4 separate regions of the Mus musculus genome follow, and regions 2, 3 and 4 are each linked to region 1. The links are chromatin contacts, called in public Hi-C and promoter capture Hi-C maps. All regions are on one chromosome and are shown on one strand. Each heading gives the region's core, a stretch centred on a gene start, on an enhancer-like site or on the middle of the called end of the contact. The rest is flanking DNA. Distances are from core to core; before and after follow the strand shown. Region 1 holds the start of Skp1 (S-phase kinase-associated protein 1). Region 2 holds the start of Zcchc10 (zinc finger, CCHC domain containing 10). Region 3 holds the start of Hspa4 (heat shock protein 4). Region 4 overlaps Hspa4 (heat shock protein 4).

Evidence for each region. Promoter capture Hi-C pulls out the DNA fragments that hold promoters and counts their contacts. A called contact is a pair of places that touch in the nucleus more often than the background predicts.
Region 2: a promoter capture Hi-C map of liver shows a contact between it and region 1, with 4 times the contacts expected there. The contact joins the promoter of Zcchc10 here to the promoter of Skp1 in region 1. A contact is called at or near these places in 16 of 39 promoter capture datasets (the 3T3-L1 cell line, the C10 cell line, HPC-7-derived erythroid cells and 11 more), 7 of 115 datasets of contacts at active chromatin or transcription factors (astrocytes, embryonic forebrain, embryonic stem cells and 3 more) and 2 of 9 other capture datasets (embryonic stem cells and macrophages).
Region 3: a contact with region 1 is called in a promoter capture Hi-C map of embryonic stem cells, with 4 times the contacts expected there. The contact joins the promoter of Hspa4 here to the promoter of Skp1 in region 1. A contact is called at or near these places in 1 of 39 promoter capture datasets (embryonic stem cells), 2 of 484 Hi-C or Micro-C datasets (both in embryonic stem cells), 13 of 115 datasets of contacts at active chromatin or transcription factors (astrocytes, cardiomyocytes, embryonic hindbrain and 6 more) and 3 of 9 other capture datasets (adipose tissue, embryonic stem cells and liver).
Region 4: a Hi-C map of embryonic stem cells shows a contact between it and region 1, with 2.3 times the contacts expected there. The contact joins the enhancer-like site here to the promoter of Skp1 in region 1. A contact is called at or near these places in 17 of 39 promoter capture datasets (the 3T3-L1 cell line, 3T3-L1-derived adipocytes, the HPC-7 cell line and 8 more), 2 of 484 Hi-C or Micro-C datasets (both in embryonic stem cells), 7 of 115 datasets of contacts at active chromatin or transcription factors (astrocytes, differentiating embryonic stem cells, embryonic forebrain and 2 more) and 1 of 9 other capture datasets (pancreatic islet).

The regions. Positions count from the first base shown.
Region 1 is chr11:52,230,563-52,233,406 of GRCm38.p6, reverse strand. Skp1 (S-phase kinase-associated protein 1) reads right to left here and starts at 1,412. Exons shown (of 6, transcript NM_011543.4): 1 at 1,289-1,412.
Region 2 is chr11:53,323,206-53,326,049 of GRCm38.p6, reverse strand. Zcchc10 (zinc finger, CCHC domain containing 10) reads right to left here and starts at 1,361. Exons shown (of 4, transcript NM_026479.4): 1 at 1,309-1,361. The coding sequence starts at 1,349.
Region 3 is chr11:53,298,990-53,301,833 of GRCm38.p6, reverse strand. It overlaps Hspa4 (heat shock protein 4), which reads left to right and starts at 1,355. Exons shown (of 19, transcript NM_008300.3): 1 at 1,355-1,774. The coding sequence starts at 1,668.
Region 4 is chr11:53,259,312-53,262,155 of GRCm38.p6, reverse strand. It overlaps Hspa4 (heat shock protein 4), which reads left to right. Exons shown (of 19, transcript NM_008300.3): 19 at 341-2,342. The coding sequence ends at 544. Among named protein-coding and RNA genes, the nearest start is that of Hspa4, 40 kb to the left of the region's middle. Within about 2 kb of position 1,350, at least 19 of the 459 cell types and tissues checked have an H3K27ac peak or open chromatin away from gene starts, as enhancers often do. A contact at or near this core is called in embryonic stem cells, where this site is marked.

The DNA of each region.
Region 1 (2,844 bases), core at 163-2,662:
AGTCAGAGCAGCAGACCCTCCCTATGATAAGGCAACAATAAAAGTTAAAATAGGCCAGTTTTTAATAGCAAGACACTGTGTTCTTTTTATGATCTCTAGTACTACAATGAGCATTCCAGAACAAGTCTATGTAGTTGATAAAATTATTTTAAAAGACCACCCCGTATTTCCTTGAAATAATTCACAATAAATAAAGATGTGCTTAGTCATAGTCAAATTTAGGTATTAGGTTACTTGCAAGGGAGCCAGGATCTTATTAAATGACAGGGAGGCAATCGGTTAATCTGTAATTCAACGCACTCTGTAATCCTAGACTTCACTTTTGTTGTTGTGTTGGAATTAAGTGCAAAATTTTTAAGTAATAATGTATGAGGTTTCGATTTGATATGCTTTCAAAAAACCCTTCTTCAGTTCTCTAAGCTCCTAGACTTGGAAATTAATCATCCAAGTCTAGCATGAGAATTCTAGTATACCAGACTTTAAAAACAAACCTGTTTTAAGTGACTCGAAATTCTGACACTTGTTACTACACTGCAGGACGGAAGAGACTGCATTGTTCTATGCCACAATACAGTCTACTGTAACATTCTGCTGAAAAACTGAGTCTCCAAACCTGAGGACTCCGTGAAAAAGTGAACCAGAAGGCAGGTTTTAGCACTATCCCTTAAAAAACCCAAACACCTCAGGTTTTAGCGTCAAATGCCACACACCTCAGACGACAGTGTCTATTACAGTAACAAGTTCAGAGACTGCAGAACGTGACAAAACGCAAAGAAACATTGGGAGTCTGTTACCTGCATATTCGGTGGTTAAAAAGGTGAGACCAATAAGGAGCTAATTGACGCCAGATACAGGAGAAAAGGGAGGGAGCCAAGAATCAAATGGCAACGACAGCCACCACCTGGAACGGCCCAGGACCCCTACTCAAAGCCTCGCTGCCCACCCGGCCTGGAGCGCGGAGCAGCAAGCCTGTCGCTAAGGCAGGCCCGGTACGAAGCCTGGGCCTTCCAGTCGCGTTTGGGGCCGACTGACGTCGCCTGCAAAGCGGCAGGCCTGCCACAGGGCTCGACTCTCTTCCCTGAGCGAGCGCCGAAAGGATGGGAGACCCTTGAAGGCCTGACTCGGCCTCCTCGTGCCTCCCGCGGTCCGGGGGTCTGCAACGGGCCGCACGGCGCCTCAGGATACGAGGCCAGGTCGCCTCGCCGCCTCGTGCACTCCACAGCCAACGCGAGGCTCCCACCCAGCCCCTCCCTCGAGGAACGTGTCCGGCTCGCGGGTTGCTACTCACGGTGCTCCGTCTCAAGACCGCAGGCCCGAGGCTGCCGGACAGAGTTCACAACCACAACGAAGTATCGAGAACAAGGCCACTCGAGCGGCGCCGCGCGGCGTCGCCTTTTATAGCAGCGGGACGCAGGCGCCGAGGACCCCGAGCCCGTGACGTCACACAGCCGGCCGGGCTGGCCGTTGAGATCGCCTGACGGCAGTCGAAACACAGGCGGCAGACCCTGAGCGCCGCAGAGGTCTCCTGGAGAGGTGCTGAGCGGCGGCGGGTGGAGGGGTGGCTGGGCAAGAGAGGGACGTCCTCCTTACTCCGCTGGCCTAAACAGCGCCATGCTCTCCTTCAAAGCGGACTCCGGCACCGGCTGGGAAACCATCTCGACCCGAAGGGTCTTTCAGGCATGGGCTGTCTTAAACGGCTTGAAAGACCCCAGTCCTGGAAAAGCCTGGAAACAACAAACCGCAAAACCGGTTGTGGGTGTGTGTTTTCCTTAAAGGAGTCGCCTCAGCCTGACCACCGTTACTCTCCTAATAACCTAAGGAAATAGAATTGAGTTTGCTGACCAGGGGTTCAGGAGTTGAACCTTCTCTACTGATACTGAATTAAATATATATATATATATACATGTATGCCATGTTGAGACAAAGGTGTTTCTTTAACCTAGGCGGCTTAGAATTCTTAAATACTCCTGACATGGTACACCTGCTTATTTGATTTTTAAAGTTTTATTTTCTTTGCATTTTAAGACGGGACCCTGTTTGGCACAGAGTAGCTGTAAATTCAGTATGTTGACCAGGTTGGTCTAAAATTCATGATCTCCTTCCACCTGCGCTGGGGTCACAGGCATTTTCACCACATATATACTTGCCTGAAACTCTTGTTGTTTTGTTTTGAGACAGGGTCTTACTATATAAGGCTTGGAGCTCGCTATTTAAACTCAGATCTGTCTGCCTCCCAATAGCCAGCTTGGAGATTCGAGGCTAGGACCACCCTGTTGGCTAATCTTCACCTTTATTTCCTACCTTTGAACTTTGAAGAGGCTTCCAGGCCCCCAAATAGCCATTGTTGGAGTGAAGCGCCAAGCCTGGAGAGAGTCAATGTGAATGTAGCATGGAGGTTACATTCTTTGGGTAACCATGCTCTAGGCCAATCTGTGAGGCCAGTGCTGGGGATCCATCCAGCAATGAACGGGGACAGTCAGGCTCAACCTGAACAGGCTATGCTGTACAGGCGGCTCAAAGAAGGCTGTGATAAGGTCGCTAGAATGAAACAGCTTTGAAGTAAAGGGAGAGGCCTGAAAGCACCCATCTGGCCTCAGCCCAGCCAGGAAGAGGGCAATTGCCTGCCCTGCCCTGCCCTGCCCTGCTGTGTCTAGGGAGCATCACTAGCCCCACCAAGGCGCCAGGCTCACCTAACCAGTGAGCACATGATTGGTATTCCTGGCACCACGAAGACAAAAGACTTTTCCACACAGGGCCTCCTAAAGAAACCAGAGACTACAGCTTCTCTAGGACAAGACTGGGCAGAGAGACCAAGCAATGGGTTGAATTACCAGGTCTTTGTCT
Region 2 (2,844 bases), core at 112-2,611, 1.1 Mb before region 1:
GAGAAATACAACATGACATGCATGTCACACAGCCATGCAGAGTGGGTATGACATTACTGGAGGGTTTTAAGATGAAGTCTTATTATGTTGCCCAGGCTGGACTCAAATTCATGTTCAAGTAACTGGTCTCCGCCCCTTACATCGCTTACACCACTGAATGGGTAGTTATTGAGTTGGTTGGTTTTTTTTCTTTTCGGAGACAGGGTCTCCCTACACAGCTGAGGCTGGCCTGCAGTTTGCTCTTTAGATCAGGCTGGCTTTGACTCAGTGCTACTCCACCTGATTTTGCTTCTCCAGTGCTTGGATTAAAGGCATCTGCCACCAGGACTGATAGTTACTGAGATTCAAACTGGGCATGGTGGCACAAGCTTTTAATCCCAGCATACTGAAGGCAGTCAGATATCTTGAGTTCGAGGTCAGCCTGGTCTACAGAGTGAGTTCCAGGACAGCCAGGGCTACACAGACAAATCCTGTCTCTAAATCTGCCCAACCCACCCCCAAATTCTAACAGACTCATAGCAAATATACCATTTCCTATCTTTCCCCAAATCCTCTGCTGACTCAGTCCTTTCTATGGCTTTTAGTCTGTTTTCAAATGTCACCCCTCACAGATGAATTTCTAGAACTGACTTGAACTGGGCCTTTTGCCTTTCCTCACCACAGCCTCTTATCCCCTTTAAAGCTTAACTTTGTTTTGTTTTTAGAGAGACAGGGTTTCTCTGTGTAGCCTTGGCTGTCCTGGAACTCACTCTGTAGACCAGGCTGGCCCCGAATTCTGAAATCTGCTTACCTCTGCCTCCTGAATGCTTGGATGTACCATCACCATCCGGCTCCTACAAAGCTATTTAAACCACTAGCTGTACTTGTTTAGAGTATCAACAGGTTCCACAATAAAACTGTTAAGCTGCGTAGCTTGAATACATTTTTCTTCAGAGAAACTGTCTGTGAGTGATTGTACTAAAATAATTATTTACAGTGAGAGCTGCAGAAAGTGAAACGGTCGATGGGGAATTAATAGGCATTGCAGACAGGCTTGTTTCTAGAAAGGGCGATAGGAAGGAGGCAGGTACGCTGAAGAGGGAAAAGTTTGGGATCTTGAGAGGGAAGATGTGGGATCAAGCATCCAGGCTACCCTTGACATGTGGACCGGACAGAGGAACACAGACCACCCAACGACCAATTCTTGGATTCATTTCGAACTCTCTTCAAATCCCGCTCAGTTCAGCAGCCTGCGCCCGCTCACTAGCTAGCGGACAGGCGTCTGCACGCCCCCAGCCCTCCTGCACACCCCACAAGCATCTCACTTACGCTTTCCTTCGAGCTATGAGCCGATGCATGGGAGTCGCCATCTTGGAGCGGCTGGAGTCTGCCGCACGGGTTTTTGGGAAACTAGCACCGGTGGGCGGGTCCTTAGAAACCTCTGCGGTCCTGGGCGGGGCCAGACGGGCTCAATTCAGAAGAGGCTAATGGTGGCCACTAGCTGGTTTGTCTTTTCTAATGTGGGCTTGTGTGTTCAGTATGAATAGGGTCTTGAAGGGTGATCTCAAACCAGGGGTCTGTAATACATATGCAGTGGAATTTTGTAGTATTCAAAAAATCCTAAAAAAAAAAAATCCTGTAATCCAGGATTTTGGAGGCTGAGGCAAGAGGATTGCTATGTTTTTGAGGCCAACCTGGGAAAACTTATGGCCCTAGCTCAAAACCAAACCAAACAAAACCAAAAAGGCCAGGAAGTAATGGCCCACATCTTTAATTCCAACACTTGATGGGATTCACGGCCAGCCTCATCTACACAGGGAGTTTCAGGAAAACCAAGGCTGCACACACAAACTGTCTCAAAAAACAAAACACCAAAAACCCCAAGAAATTACAGGTGTCGTCATGATGACTGGATCATTCTGATTTTGTTGTTGTTTGGTTGGTTTTTTGTTTTGTTTTGGTTTTTTTTTTTTTGTTTTTGATTTTTCTTTCAAAGATCTGCGTAGAGGATTTTTTGGTCTTTTTTTGAGACAGGGTTTCTCTGTGTTGCCCTGGCTGTCCCGGAACTCACTCTGTAGACCAGGCTGGCCTCGAACTTGTAAATCTGCCTGCCTCTGCCTCCCAAGTGCTGGGATTAAAGGCATGCGCCACCACTGCCCGGCTGTGTAGAGGAATTTTAATCCAGCAACATGGCTGCTCTGGAAAGGAATCAATCATAAGTGATGGGAGTACAGACATGAGTTCCAGGCCAGCATGGTACAGAGAAAGTTTCAGGTAAAGAAATTTAGTTCCAGGTGTGGTGGCACATTCCTTTAATCCCAGCACTCAGGAGACACAGGCATGCAGATCTCTGAATTCTACTCAGTTTGGTTGAGTCTTAAGAGAGGAGGAGGGGTAAGGGGAGTGGAGAGGGAGACAGGACCAGACAGAAACACCATGTGTTTGCTTGGGATTGAACTCAGGACCTCTGGAAGAGTAGTCAGTGCTCTTAACCTCTGAGCCATCTCTCCAGGCCCCTCTTTTTTTTTTTTTTTTTTTTTAATTGTTAAAGATAACATCTTTAATTTTTCAGGCTGGCCAGAAACTTAGCTCAGGCTAGTCTAATTCCCAAGTTATGACACAAGTTTCTAAAATCAGGATTCAGGATGTAGAGAAAGGAGGACAAGGAGGTTAAGGCCAACCTGGGCTATATAGCAAATATGAGGCCAGCCTGGTCTCCAGAGTGAGTTCCAGGACAGCCAAGGCGACACAGAGAAACCCTGTCTTGAAAAAATTTTTTTTTATATCTACAAAACCAAATCACTCTTCATTAGTCCTCCTCCAGCCCATACCTGACTTATTGCGTTCAGGCATTTGTTTTCCCAG
Region 3 (2,844 bases), core at 106-2,605, 1.1 Mb before region 1:
GATAATCCAGAGTGTGTGTGCGCGCGTGCATCCACGTGTAGAAGTGCTGTGAGGGCGGCCATGTTCTGTGAGGGCGGCCATGTGCTGCACAGAGGCTTGAGGGAGAACAGATATCCCCTGTTGCTCTCTGATGTAGTTTTTGGAGGCAGGGTCTCTCTCTGAAACTGGAGCTCTAGTTTTTGGACTAGGCTGCTAGTCAGGGAGCCCCTCCAGTTAACCTCTTGTCTTTGTCCTGCTAGGTTCTCGATGACAGATCGAGATTGGGATTCAAACCCCAGTCTGTATGGTTTCACAGCACGTATTAACTGTGGAGCCATCTCTCCCGCACGGTTTACTGTGTTGGACACCGTTAGGCACCTATGAACAAGAGGTGACAAATAAGTGAAATTTAAAAATCCTTTCAGTTTTGTGGTGTTGGGGATCCAGTCCAAGGCCCTGAGCCTGCAAGTGTTCTAGCACTGTACTCTATATCCTCAGCCACAAAACAGCCAGAAACCGGGAAACTTAGGATCTTCCTCCTGCACTCTGGGTTGGTAATAATCAGAAACGCGTTGAAGCTGGTTCCCCTCCAGCTTTCCGCAACTGGCTAACGTAGTGGTCACTATAGTTTCAGATTCTTTAGTTTAACGCAGGGTGGGGGCATGGCTGTAAGTGGGTCCCAGCACTAAGGAGAAAAGAGCTTCCGAATTTCAAGGTCATCCTTGAGGACTGTCCTGCAGGACATTCTGTCCCCTCCCCACCTACTCTATATAATAATGTGTTAGCATTCACATAAACGTGACACTGGTCTTAGACCTCCCACTCCACGGAGCATGTGATTTGGACCCTTGTGTCCAGCTCAGGGAAAACACCTAGGACTGAAAGGTCCCTCGTCTGATCACGGGAAGTGAGTGGTTAAAAGTAGGTGGAAGCGTGGCTTCGGATTCTTTTAGTTAGCGCTTGGTTTTAATACTGAGTTTTACGTAGAGCCGAGCTGAAACCCTTAGCGCCCTTAGCAGGATTAACTCGAGTTCACTGTGGGGCCTTAAAAAAAAAAAAAAAAACCCTGCAGAGAGCCTGCAAAGTCACTGCCGGAAGTCCCTCCGCGGTGACGAGCACGGCGGAAGTGGGTTCAATGCAGCTCCCCGAAGAACTGTCTCACTCCCGCTCGCCTGACTTCTGGATGGGAGGCGCCCTGCAGCTCAGGGAGGATTGTGGGGGGCTTCTCCGCGCAGGCTCAGTGGCCCACTTCGCGTCGGACCGCTTCCGTCCCCCCACTTCCTTTCACGGTTCCTGTGCCAGGACGTGACGCCAGACTTCGTCAGACGGGAGGAGCCTTGGGAGGAAAAGCGTCTGAGCCGGGGTCTCGCGAGAACGTTTCGTTTCAGCGCAGTTCTCGCGCTGCAACCTTGCTCCTGTTGCAACGAGAGCCTTCGAGATCTTCTCCGCCTCCGCGACCGGCGCCTCCTCTGCGGCCGTGGAGCCGGAGCCGCGGCCCGAGCGGTAGAGGCCCCCGTCTTTCTCCAAGCCCCAAGCCTCCTAGCGGACGGTCGTCCGGCTTCGCCCGCCCAGCCGCGGCGCTCCACCGGCCCACGCGGCTCGCCCTCTTCCACGCGCCAACCCCGCCGGGTTCCGTGTGCAGTGTCGGCGGCCGGCCCTGGGCCCGAGCCGGAGCAGTAGCCGGCGCCATGTCGGTGGTGGGCATAGACCTGGGCTTTCAGAGCTGCTATGTCGCTGTGGCCCGCGCCGGCGGCATCGAGACGATCGCTAACGAGTATAGCGACCGCTGCACGCCGTAAGTGGGGCTTGGCTGGCGGGGTCGCCTCGCTTTCCGGGCGAGGGTCCGCAGGAGACCCCCGCCGAGTGCCGGGTCGCCCGCGGCTGCCACCTGCTTCGGATCCTGGGCCTGCGCCAGGCACGAGGCCCTTTCGCGCGGGCCAAACGAAGGCTTTGAGCCGGTACTCTGATCGGCGGAGGGCAGGAGCAGGAACTGAAAGAGAAGGCGGGCCTGAGACCGTGGGATGGACCGACCGCTCTCACCTCCTTTTTTGGGGGGGGGGAGGGTTTGGGTGGTTCGGTCTGAAACGAGGTCCAGGGCTTGCTGAGCTCGTCGAATCCAATAGAGGTTCAAACTCGGCCCACGGCGAGCATTTAATAAAAGTTAACTTGCAAGATTGTGGCCTCGGGACTGGGAAGCGCTCTGAGTCCCACGTGAGTGGGGGCGGGGTGGCGCCCGGAAGATGTGGAGTCTGAGTACCCACGGCAGGCCCTGAATAAAGTCCATGCTTTTCTTGATAGCGTTTTAACTCCCTTCATTCGTTTTTGGATATTGAGTTAGGTTGGGTCATTCCTTACCCAGGCTGCTCACCTATTCCTTAACAGCGTTAGTTTTTCATGCTAATGAATTCCAGCCGGAAGGTTGCCACAATTGTTAATGCATGACTCAAGGGCTCTGTTTGACTTCTAGAACTTACATGAAGTTATGGGACCAGTATAGACAAATCTGCAAAAAAAAAAAAAAAAAAAAAAAAGACTCACTCAGAGCTTGCTGGAGTAAAAGGGAGTCTACTTTTTAGATATATGTAGGATTTTTTCCCCCACATTTAGCCCAGGATGACCTAAAATTTTCATTCTGCTTCTGTCTGCTAGAATCTGGTATTACAGGTGCGTTAAAATTTTATTTATCTGGCGCTGGTGGCACAGGCCTTTAATCCCAGCTCTCGCAGGGAGGCAGAGGCAGGCTGCAGTGAGTTCGAGGCCAGCCTGGTTCATAGAGACCATTTCAGGATAGGCAGGGCTACGCAGAAAAGAAAGCTTTGTCTTAAAAAAGATGTTAATCTACTGAATTCCTTTAGGTAAACTTTG
Region 4 (2,844 bases), core at 101-2,600, 1.0 Mb before region 1:
CTCTCTCCCTCTCTCTCTCTCTCTCTCTCTCTCTCTCTCTCTCTCTCTTTCTTTCTTTTTTTTTTTTTTGAGACAGGGTTTCTCTGTATAGCCCTGGCTCTCCTAGAACTCACTCTGTAGACCAGGCTGGCCTTGAACTCAGAAATCCATCTGCCTCTGTCTCTCTGCCTCTGCCTGAATTAAAGGCGTGTGCCACCATGCCGGGCCCTGGACATTTCTTAGCAGCTCTTTGTTATTAACAGTTGGGATTTCATTATGGCTTAGGTATTGGGGTTTACTTAGCATGTCATATAAAATTTGTTTCATTTATAAGAAACTATAGTTTTCTTTACCATTCTAGGAGCTGACAAGTATTTGCAGTCCTATAATTTCAAAACCCAAACCCAAAGTGGAACCCCCAAAGGAGGAACCAAAACATGCTGAGCAGAATGGACCAGTGGATGGCCAAGGAGACAACCCAGGCTCCCAGGCTGCTGAGCACGGTGCAGACACAGCTGTGCCTTCTGATGGCGACAAGAAGCTTCCTGAGATGGACATTGATTGATTCCAACACTTGTTTATATTAAAACAGACTATTATAAAGCTTTAAGTTGTCAACTTTGTTCTGAATATCAACTAGAGCAAGCAAATACTGGAGATTTCTTAGTCAGTTTTTAGGGGACCTCGGGGGTGGGGTATATAGGTAATATACAGAGCATTTTGACTTCTAAATAGTTAGATCCAGAGATGAAGTGCACTGTTCTCTCTTCATTACGGTCCTGTTTAAGAGCCCAGCTAGTCTATCTGAGCTCTCGCCTCCATCCTTGTTTTAATCATGCTTCTACAAGGTGAAGTGTGTTTGGGGAAACTGAGCTCTAACAAAAGCCGCGACAGCCACCAGGCAGGCTTTTCCTTATACATGACAGAAGTTCGTATTACGCCTTGGAAGGTCTAGGTGGAGATCACCACCAGCATTCTCTGCCTGTGGGGTTGTGGGGCTGGTGCTTTCTCCATTTCTGAGGGTCAGGATGGCCAAGCATGGATTAACACTAGGAGAGTGCAGAGCGCAGCAGAGCCTGCTCTCATCCCTCTATCCCCAGCCCAGTCTTCCTCCTCCATCCTTAAGCAGTATAAATGCTATGTGCCCTCTTCACTTAGAGCGAGCTTTAGTGTGTCAAGGGACTCTGCTTTCCTGTACTTCCTAAAAGTACATTCACTAATACTGAAGCATCAAAGTGTAGTTTAACCTTAAGGTTGGGTTGTAAATAACACAGTTGGGTGTAGGCATGGTAAATCTGAGCAGTCCATCCTTAGTATGGTGGAAAGATTTGTACCCTGACCCGCTCGAGTGGTGGTAGATGTATGTAAATTAGAAGTTTGAATGGGACAGGATGAGAGTTCGAGGCTCTTTGTTTGGTATCTTTTGTGTTAATGTGTCTTGAATCTGCCAATCTGTATGTTAAAACAGCTGACAGATTGTAAAGCTATTGCACTGCGTTGCCCTGGACAAGTCTGAAATTGGTATAAAAGACAAGGTGCCCAAGGTCACAAGAACACCTCATTGCCGACTGAAGCCAGTGTCAGGGCACCACATACTCCTGGGGCCAGTCTACAGGAAAGAGATGTTCTGCAAACAAGGGTGGATGCCTGCAGTAGAGGTCAGAGCTGGTTACCTGCCTTAGTTACAAGTGTCGGTTATGTTCTGGGTCTTTGTAATCGCTGATCTCTGTAACAGAGCCTCTGTTTATTTTTGCTTGTTGGAAATAGGGTTCAACCATGCATAGTTAGAATCACTATGCATCTGTCTGTCCACACAGGAAGTGCTATAGCTCTCAAGTGCTCTAGAGGCAGTTGGAAAGGAAGGAATGCATGCTTATGTGAGCAGCTGGACTCCCGCTCAGTACAGGCCTGGAACCCCAGGCCAAATGTATGCTCTGCTTCCTTGAGTGCTGTAAGAGTTCCCACTGGCCTTGCTCTGAGGCCAAGAGCTTTTTCAAATGCAGGCTGCAGGATTAAGCCAGCTCTTATGCAACTGACTGTCCTTAATGAAGAACTCATAAACATTTGTGTGTGGGGGTGGGGGTGGGAGGGTTTGGGTGCTGGGATGGGGGTGAATTTGAAGTTTAAGATTAAAAGCTAGAAATCAGATGGTCTGCTTCTGCTATGTCTGTAGACCGATTGGATGTATGTGGAGGCTGGCCAGATGGCAACTGATGACTTGTGTGCAAACAAGTGTTTATCCGGGTTGCATTATCCAAACTGGTTTGTTAAAAACTCTAGGTCACATTCTTACACTAAGAAAAACAGTTAACATGAGACAAAGTTTAGGAAAAACTAATAAAAGAAACCTGTCTTAACTTGAATGGTTTTCTTAATTTTCTTAAGTGGGCTGTTTGTGTGTGTGTGTGTGTGTGTGTGTGTGTGTGTGTGTAGGGGACTTACTTGAGTAGTTATATATGTGGGTGGGTGGGTAGGGGCAGGCTGGGGGAGACTGTCAACAGAATAAGCTGGCCTGAATGCAGTCCATCATCCTGCCTTAGCTGCTTGCCTGTGTGCTTATTTTGGAGCCCTCTGCCCCTGAGAATAGCAATCCAGTGTTCTTGGTATAGTAATCTTCTGCGAGGCTGGCCTTTAGATTTGATGGTAGAAGGTAGATGGCACAGAGTATTAACATAAGTGCCAGGACTGAGTAGGGCCAGAATCTGCTAGGAACTGATGCCTGGCTAGTTGGGGACATGCCCTGTGGTGAGGCAATAGGGTTGAAGTAGTGAGCCCTTTACTGCCATGGCATGGGTCCTATGTAGGGAGAAGTCAGACGCTGGTTGGTTGAAACTCACCTTTATGGACCATGCTGGCCTCAGATTC